2 separate regions of the Mus musculus genome follow, and region 2 is linked to region 1. The links are chromatin contacts, called in public Hi-C maps. All regions are on one chromosome and are shown on one strand. The core of a region is the stretch at or near the end of the contact, and the rest is flanking DNA. Distances in the headings are between cores, read along the strand shown.

What was found. Hi-C and Micro-C count contacts between places; a contact is called where the count stands out from the background.
Region 2: a contact with region 1 is called in a Hi-C map of forebrain, with 5 times the contacts expected there. The contact joins two enhancer-like sites. A contact is called at or near these places in 2 of 484 Hi-C or Micro-C datasets (forebrain and ventricular fibroblasts).

Annotation. Positions count from the first base shown.
Region 1 is chr2:7,231,872-7,236,180 of GRCm38.p6, reverse strand. It overlaps a transcript of Celf2 not described here. Among named protein-coding and RNA genes, the nearest start is that of 5031426D15Rik, 310 kb to the right of the region's middle. Within about 2 kb of position 1,365, at least 21 of the 459 cell types and tissues checked have an H3K27ac peak or open chromatin away from gene starts, as enhancers often do. A contact at or near this core is called in forebrain, where this site is marked.
Region 2 is chr2:7,529,240-7,533,724 of GRCm38.p6, reverse strand. No RefSeq gene overlaps it. Among named protein-coding and RNA genes, the nearest start is that of 5031426D15Rik, 600 kb to the right of the region's middle. Within about 2 kb of position 2,339, at least 16 of the 459 cell types and tissues checked have an H3K27ac peak or open chromatin away from gene starts, as enhancers often do. A contact at or near this core is called in forebrain, where this site is marked.

The sequences.
Region 1 (4,309 bases), core at 116-2,615:
CTCTCTTTATATCATTTGGGATAAATATCTTTCTATGCCTTCTGCTACATAAACTGTACATTGTTATTACTCTAACTGTGTTCTCTGTGGATTGCTTAGATACTTTAAGCAATACTTTAAGAGTAGCCATTCTTGCTTATAAAAGGAACAGTGTGTGTGTTTGAAGTTAACTGCTTTCCAGGGAGAATGTTGGAAAGACTCATGTCCTCCATATTGGAAAATGAATTGAAGGTACATGGTTTAGAAATCTGGATACTGCAAAAGATGCCTTAACATTCACCAGGTCTTTGCTTAAGCAAGCCATTAGGAAGCACAACTGAGGAAGAAAAATTGCCTTCCATAAGACTGTTAAACAAGAACATTAGTCGTTTCATCCCTCAAAGAGTTTTAGTTGACTATTCACTACTGATGAATCCTACTTACTATATTATTCAATGTGCTCTCATTTTATAAGTTAGATGATAAAGGAATAACAGAATAATTATATGCCAACCAAGATACTCCATCTGCCTTTGTTTGTTCTTTTTCTCCTAGCCCATCGCCCACTTTCCCCAAATGCTTCCTCTAATGCAGTAATTTTGCTTTAGCACAGACCTATGATTTTAATCAGTCCATCTGTGTCATTCTGTGTGGGGGAAGGAATTGAATAATCTGTGCTTGTTCAGTTCACATCTTCAGTGTGAGGGTGTATCCACAAACACACAGCGCCTTACAGAAGCACACTGAGCAATTGCAAAGACAGTCCCAGCATCCTCAGTCTTCACCAACTTGGTCTTTTTTTTTTTCTTTCATTATGTTAGATATTAGACCAGAAGTAGTATGCCATCTGGGTAGAAAATAACCCTGATATACCCACCATCTTGATTGACGCATACTAGGGTCTCTAAGCAATGGTGACTGGTCCCCTAACTGTAAAGAGTCAGAAGCCAAACACGTGGAGCCCCTTTCCTCATTATAGTGACAGGACTCAAGTGACTAGTCAAAACCAGATCTTCTGTAGTAATTAAAGTAGGGCTTCATTAAGAAGTCAAATTTGAACAAGGGCAAGTGTGGAACCTGTTAATAACATCAGAAGGTCTTATGGGTTAGGTGACAGATTAACAAGGATGGGCTAGATGGCATGGGGGGTGAATTAACTAATATCTGCTAGTGGTTACAGCAAATTCAACACCTTAGAATTATTGACTATGAAACTGCAGAAAATATAACTGCAGGTAGACCAGGCAAAGGTGAAAATTCTAACTAAGATTTCAAACAGATGGCTCCCACTTTCCCCATACCTCTCATTCTCTGCACTTGTGAAGGAGCTGTGGAGTTCACAAAGTGTACATTTTTGTGCCTCATTAGATAAAATGTGATGTCACAGAGTGACAGTTGCCAGGGGAGCTCTAATTTGGAACTGCCAACGTTAGACACCCTACGACTCGCGACCGTGGTACCGCATTGAACTTTTCTCACTGAATGTCTTTTAGAAAGAGAGAGAAAACAGCTGTGAACATCCATTCAAATACCTACTCATCATGTTTTATTCCTATGAGTAATCACTTTCAGGTTCAGCCTGACATTTGGAACTTTTTTTTTTTTTTCTAAACGGAAGACTTTAAATTAGCACAGACACCTTTTCTCATTAGAAACAGAGCCAAACTCTTGGTGAGCTTGAGCAAGCAGGATGATAGCTAAAGAAAACACTCATCACAACATGTGATTGCATTTTGAAATTGTCCTTTGGACCTGGTGGTCTTTATATACAGAAGTGACTCAAAGGGCTCAGGACTCATTCATTGTGCTGGTTAGTTCTGTGTCAGACGAACACAAATAGAGAGTCAGGTTGGAAGATGGAGCCTACATTGAGAAAACACCTTCATCATATTTGGCTGTAGACAAGATCCTTGAGGGTATTTTCTTCTGACTTAATAATTGATTTGAGGAGGTCCAGCCTACTGTGGGCAGTGCCTTTCATGGGCTTGGGCATGATAAAAATGCAATCCTGGCACGCTGTGAGAAACAATTAGGTAAGGAATGTTCCTTAGAGCCCTCTGCTCCAGTTCCTGCCTCTAGCTTCTTGCCTTGACTTCTTGCTTAGACTTCCCTCTATAATGGACTGTGACAACTGGGAAATAGATGCTGAAATATACCCTTTTATCCCCAAGATGCTTTTAGTCATGGTGTTTATCACAGCAACAGAAAGCACACTAGGACTTTTGCCATCCCTGTTCCCAAAATCTTACCTCAAAGCTGTTACCAGAGGCCATGGCACTTAGAAATGTTCCCTTAAAAAATTCTAGAAGCTCTCCAAAAGCAAGGAAAAATAGCATTGATGCCAGCACCAGCCATTCTGATGGTAAATAGCTTAAAGCATCACAATATACTTACATATACTTAAGATGTTAAAACACTGGCAGGAAAATATGTTTTGAAGAAAATTTGGAACTGTAGGATTCGGGGATGTAAGCAGAGATGTTGGTGACTCACTCCCCATCCTTTTCCTTTTTGGAAGAATATCCACATTTAACTTTCAGGCCCTCCTCAAGGTTTTCAGTATGGCACAGGTGGAATTCTTCCACTAGTGGGAGAGTACTAGTCTGTAACATAGAATAATGAAAAATGGGGAGAGTGTTGAGCAAAATTTCTAAATTCTGGCCAAACCTCTGATGCAGTGTAAGTGAGAAGCAGTGGGTGGGGACCTGCATCCCTTCCTAGGAGTGAAAGGCTGTGCTGCACATTTTAGAATCGCAGTTTACTTGAAGCATGGAAAGATACTGACAAAACATATTTGCTGGTGTTGTCATGAGAAGCCGCAGGGATTACGGTGAGATGCTTTGCACCAACCGTGCTTCCCATACAAGTAGCCTTCCTGTTTGTTGTTTTTGTCCCAGCAAGGCTTCCTTCCCCAGGCTCCTATCTTTGCTCTCAGGTGCCACAGATGTTTAGGCAGGCTTCATTCTCAAAGCTAAACAAAAATTAAAGAAATTAATATTTTAGACTCTACTCAAGACTAATATGAACCAAAATTTCTGCCATATGGAGCAAAGGACATGGTACCTTTTCCCTACCTAGAGATGTCAATATGGATGCTGACAGGTAGAGGATAAAATGGGTTTTATATCCCTCTACTCCCTTTTAAGTGGCTTCTACCTGACTCCTCCAGCAGTTCTGGTGCTGTTCACAGCCAAAGATATCTAGAAGCTTCACCTTGTAGATTATGTGAGCACAATTCCATTTTTAACATCTTCTGAAAGAATGAAGTTATGATGTCTTAAAGATAACCTTGACTTAGCAGGAAAGGTGAGAAAGAATACAATGTCCTGTCATTTGACCACATGATAAGGCTCGTCAATGAGCTTCCACATGTCATCTTTCAGAACTCTGGGACAATTGGTAGTGAGCATGAACTCTCTTGGAAAAAACTCCTTATATGCATGTGTGTTTTCTCTGCTCTCCTTGAGAAATTACTCTGTTCCTTTTCTAGATAATACAAAACACTAATATAAAACTCAACAGGTAGAAAATAGCCATTTTTCCTAACCTTTTGACCTAGTCTCTCCATTTCTGTCCCAACCCTAGAGGCAGTCATTATTATCAAGGCTATAAGACAGTCTTCTAAAATAATAATGACATACAAGTATACAACACACACACACACCAATATCACTATAAGATACATATTTTTCAGTACCTGGTTTTGATTTTTTTTACTCAAAATATACCTTATACCTTATTCATTATTAGTGCATACATAGATGTCTCAGTCTTTATAAATATTGTATAAAATTGTATGGCTTACTATACTTAAATTCTCACTTGTATCATGCCTTGTATATAAAAAAGCTAGAAAAAGCTTACCCACCTACTGTGGATTTACATGTTAACAGAAGATATGAAGCCCCTATGACACCATGTCTTCCTGTCTAGGAACATGGTATGCCTGTCTCTATGTTTTTCTTCTGAGTTCTTTCATAATGCTTCAAATTTTTATTATATTTGTTATTCATTTCCTATTGGCCTAATAAATGGTCTTCCATCATAACTTCACATATATTGATAACAATATAAAATCTGTTTTATAAATCAGATTTTCACCAAACAACTTCATGAATTATACTTTATATAATCGTTTTCAGTTGAGTTGATTTTCTCAGCCTTTTGAGTAAATAACACATTAATATGAAACTTCTACTTTTTAAACATCATTACTTATTTGTGTGTTTGTAAACCCATCAGTGTGCAGATGTGCCACAGCATGTATCTATGGAGGTCAAAAAACAATTTGCCAGGCTCAGTGAGTTTGTGGATCCTCGATTGAAATAAT
Region 2 (4,485 bases), core at 1,090-3,589, 300 kb before region 1:
ATTTGTATTTTGCCTGCATGTATGTAAGTGTACTCCATGCATGCCTGTTACATGCAAAGTCCTGAAAAGGACATTGGACCACCTGGTACTGAAGTTACAGAGGGTTGTTAGCTACCATGAAGGTACTGGGGACCCACACACTTCTGCAAGAGCCACAAGTGCTCCCAACAAATGAGCCATCTCTCTGCCCCTTGGATGTATTCTATTTTTTTCTTTTGCTGGTTCTTTTTTTAATTATTATATTTATTTATATTTCAAATGTTGCCTCCCCTTTTCCTGTCTCCCTTTCCCTGTCCCATCACCATGTCCCCCCCACCCCATTCTCCCTCCCTTTTGACTCTAAGAGGATGCTTCTCCCACCAACCCATTCACTCTAACCTCACTCTAGCATCTCCCTTCTCTGGGGCATCAAGCCTCCACAGGTAGATATATTCTTAACCCTAAGTATTCTTCCTAAAGTTTCAAATAGCATGTGAATATATTTTTATGATTTGTGTGTGTGTGTGTGTGTGTGTGTGTGTGTTTCCAAAAAGACTAGAAGAGGGTGCCAGGTCCCTCAAAACTGGAGTCAGAGGTAGCTATGAGTCACTGTGTGTAGGTACTGCAAATCAGTCTAGAACTCCTGAGGAACAACCAATGCTCTCAACCATTCAGCTGTCTCTCTAGGCTTGTAGATAATTTTTAAGTCCCTCTTTTCCAAATTAGGTTACAATAAATATTTGTAACTCATTACTGTACCACAGGCTAATGGAAGCCATTAAATAAGGGGGAAAGTTTACAACAGATATAACAGAAATATAATGTAGACAGAGGAGAAAGGAAAGCCAGAAATGAGTCTTATGGTATACAGGGAAAGACATAAGAAAGAATACAGGAGTGTTCACCAGATGGGAAGTCAGCACCTAGAGAGCCCACGTGTGAGGACAAGAATGGGAGTCACCTTCCAAGAACAGGAAAAGAGATAAAGACATAAACTAACAAAGGCCTAAAGAACAAATTTATACAGATACAGACAGGAGAAAGCCTTGAAAGAGGGATCAGGGAAAAGTAATAGAATATGGGATCAATAGCTTTTGTTGGATTATATTTTCAAGACCAGAAGAGGTCATGTGTGTGTGTGTGTGTGTGTGTGTGTGTGCACTCTAATTGTGATGAATATACACATGCATGTGCCCTTGCACTAATGGAAGTCCAAGGAGGACTTCAGTGTTAGTCTTTATCACTCATCTCACACTTAGCCTGGAGCTACACTGGTAGACAACAGACCCCAGGAGAAGCTAGACCACACCCTAGAGCAGGGGACTTATAGATTTCTTTGTTGCTCTGCTCAGATCTCTACATTGTTGTTTCCTAATTTGAACTCGGGTCCTTGTACTTGCGGGTGGCTCCTGCCTACCCACTTAGCCACCTCTCCAGCACCACCACAGCAGAAACAAATGCTAGTGATGAGACAAAACTAAATAAAGACATAAATGGAGTAATTAGGAAGAGAATCCAACAGGAAAAGAAAGCCATTAATAAAGATACCTAAGGACCCCTCCGGGATACAACTTGAAAGCAATAGAACTGGGAGGAGGGACACTGCTTACAAAATCAGGGAGGACCTGTGTGGATTTGATCAGGTATGTATAGTCTATGTTTTCTCTTATAACTCTGCCCTCTCCTATATATCATATTAAAAACTCCATCACATAATGGATTAACTAAACTATGCCAGTACAATTAAAATTCATGGAGACATTAGGTGGTACTTGTGTGCTTCTTCTTTGGGTCAGTCACATGCTAGTAGCATTTGCTAATTCCTGCTAAGGAGCAACTTTCTAAAATGTCAGGAGTGAGTATAAAAGTAGCCCATCCCATAACCTCATTTATTCGTTTCTGCAATTCAGGCAGCTTTCTTCAACATCACGATGTGTGACCAGGATTTTTCTTTTATGGTAACATGGCAGATGCAGGCAGGATTGAAAACCTTCAGTGTCTTACATATGGTTTGGAAACAAAATGCAGCAACCCATCTTGGTACCCATGCAGGACTCCTTTGTGTTCAGAGTTGCCTCTGAAGTTATTTTCGGAACATCGTATGGATTTTTCGTTGAAACATCTGTGTTAACTTTTATTATCCCTGGTCTGCTTTGTAATTTTGGAAACAGATATAAAGAATGAGCAACCCAAAGCACAGTAATATAGTGGGAAGCATCCTTCATAAGTCAATTGAGGAATTTAATAATCTCTTTAGAAATAAGCTCTGCAGCTATGAGAAAAATGTGTGGGTTAAAGGCCTTCCAATTAAGAAAGGTTTCTCTGTGGATTTATAGGCTGGTGGTTCACTCTTCCTGTTCGTGTTTCCATAGCAACTGTCAGGTAGATTTTCTGCTACTTGCTAGGAAGTTGGAAATGTTGAGTCTGGTTGAGCCTTTTCAATTCAGTGAAGCTTAAATGAAATTCTTTGCAAGGAACTGGCATTTAGCCTGGGTCATTTATTCATATCTAGAAGGAAAAAAATCAATTATAGTAATCAAATGTGCAAATTTTTTATTGGTATTATTTTGGGTACATATTTTGTGCTGTAATCTATTTTTAATGCCAGGGTGCTAAAGGTTTTAAGGCTGCAGCTGGCCTCTTTGCTTTCTGATGGCTTGTGGCTTTAATTACAGCCCAAGACATAGGAAGGCATGCCTTTTTTTGGTCTATTTTTTTGCAAGCTATAATCACCCCTGGTGATATTCAGAAGCGCACGAGGATCCAGAAGGCTCATTAGTTTGAGACACCTATACTGCACAAAACACTGTGTACAACCTTTTATTCTTTTTATTTTTCTTGTTCCATTGGTTATTTGGATTAAAGCCTGGGGATATAAATAATGTAGATGCTATTATTTAAACTTCTTGTGAGTACAGTGTCTTCGTTTTCCCTTCAGATTAAACCCAGTTGGGCGTCACTCTCTGTGGTTAATTTCAACCCACATTGACTGATGCCTGACAGCTCCACGTAGGATGGTCTCCTTTAATCCTTGAAAAGGGAAAAGAAAAGAAAGAAAGAAATATCAAGCCTGTAGGAGGGCAAAGGGAGGAGCGCTTTATGTAACATCCAACATGTGCCACACAAAGGACAGACATCTGAGGGCCATTACTCAATGTGTCTTTTTGTTAGCCTCTTTGCTCACTGGCGCACAAACATCAGTTTCTACAGAAAATAAGGTGCAGTCTTTACCTCACAGGGTCCTGGGGTTTTGTCTGCCATCTTCTCTGTGAACGCTTCCTCTGTCATTTACAAACGTGCCTTCAGAGAGATATTTCAGAGCCTTTCGTTCTGTCCCTATTCTTTTCTCTTGTCATTTATATGGCACACTTCTATCTATTATGTTGACAGTTCATAATGCTATAATTGACTATTGGTAATAATACAAGGAAAGGCAGGGAAAGAGTATGGCAGAGACAGAAACAGGAAGACAGACAGAGAGAGAGAGAGAGAGAGAGAGAGAGAGAGAGAGAGATTTTAATTCAAAGTTGAAATGTTCTTTTTTTTTTTTTTTTTTTTTTTTTTCCTCCTCTATGGTCTAGAAACTGTGCTTTCTTCTGTTAAGCTAAATAAAAACTTTCTCAGGAGAGCAATTGAAGTCGAAGGAAGCTCAGCCTTCAGTCGCTCTGCTAGGAAGTGGAAATGAAGTTGCTCAGCCCCGTTCTCAACTTTATTTACTCTAAAAGGTGGGCAATTTTCTCTTAGAATCAATTGTATTTGGAGCTGCGTGGCTCTCTCAGAGGAAGATGGATCTGTACTCAGGAGCAGAGAGAGGAGGAGGGCTCTGTTCAGGATCCTTGTGGCTGAGGGCTGAGAGATGAGCTGAGTTACAGAGAGGCACTACAGCATATGGATGTATAAACACAGAAATCGTCTGGCAAGACACAGACATGCTGACTCATGCTTTTGTCCATGAATAGCGAGTCACTATTGGGAAAGTAAGAAAGCTGGAAGTCCCCTCTCGGGAGCAGTAGGAGCTCACAGTGCCCAGAGGATCGAAGTCATGTCCTCCTCCTTGCCCACTCTGCCCCCATTTGTACATCAGGTGGGAACTCTCCTCCACTGGCTCTCCCACCAAAGCAGATGCCTAGCTGGGAATGGAACAGCATTTGAGGAAGACACCTATCCTACCCAAGGCTCCATGTTAGCTGAGTATGCTGTTAGTTAAGTAATTGTCCCTATAGTCTTAACTCTCTGATCCTTATGACCACTCTTGCGCAATGAACTCGAAGCTTCCTATTTGGCTCAAGCTCTATTCTTACAAACTTTTGCACTTAGAATAACAGAAAGCCACTGCCTCCTAATTAGCTTCACTGAGAGACACCCTTCTTAGGATTCTAGCAAATCCACCTTGAGGGTTTTTTTTTTTTTTTTTTTGATTTTTTTTGTTTTTTCATTTCTCTAAGGATTCTTTGGTACAGCAATGACATGGGTAGAATTGTATCTCTGTTGGGTCCCCATAGTCCC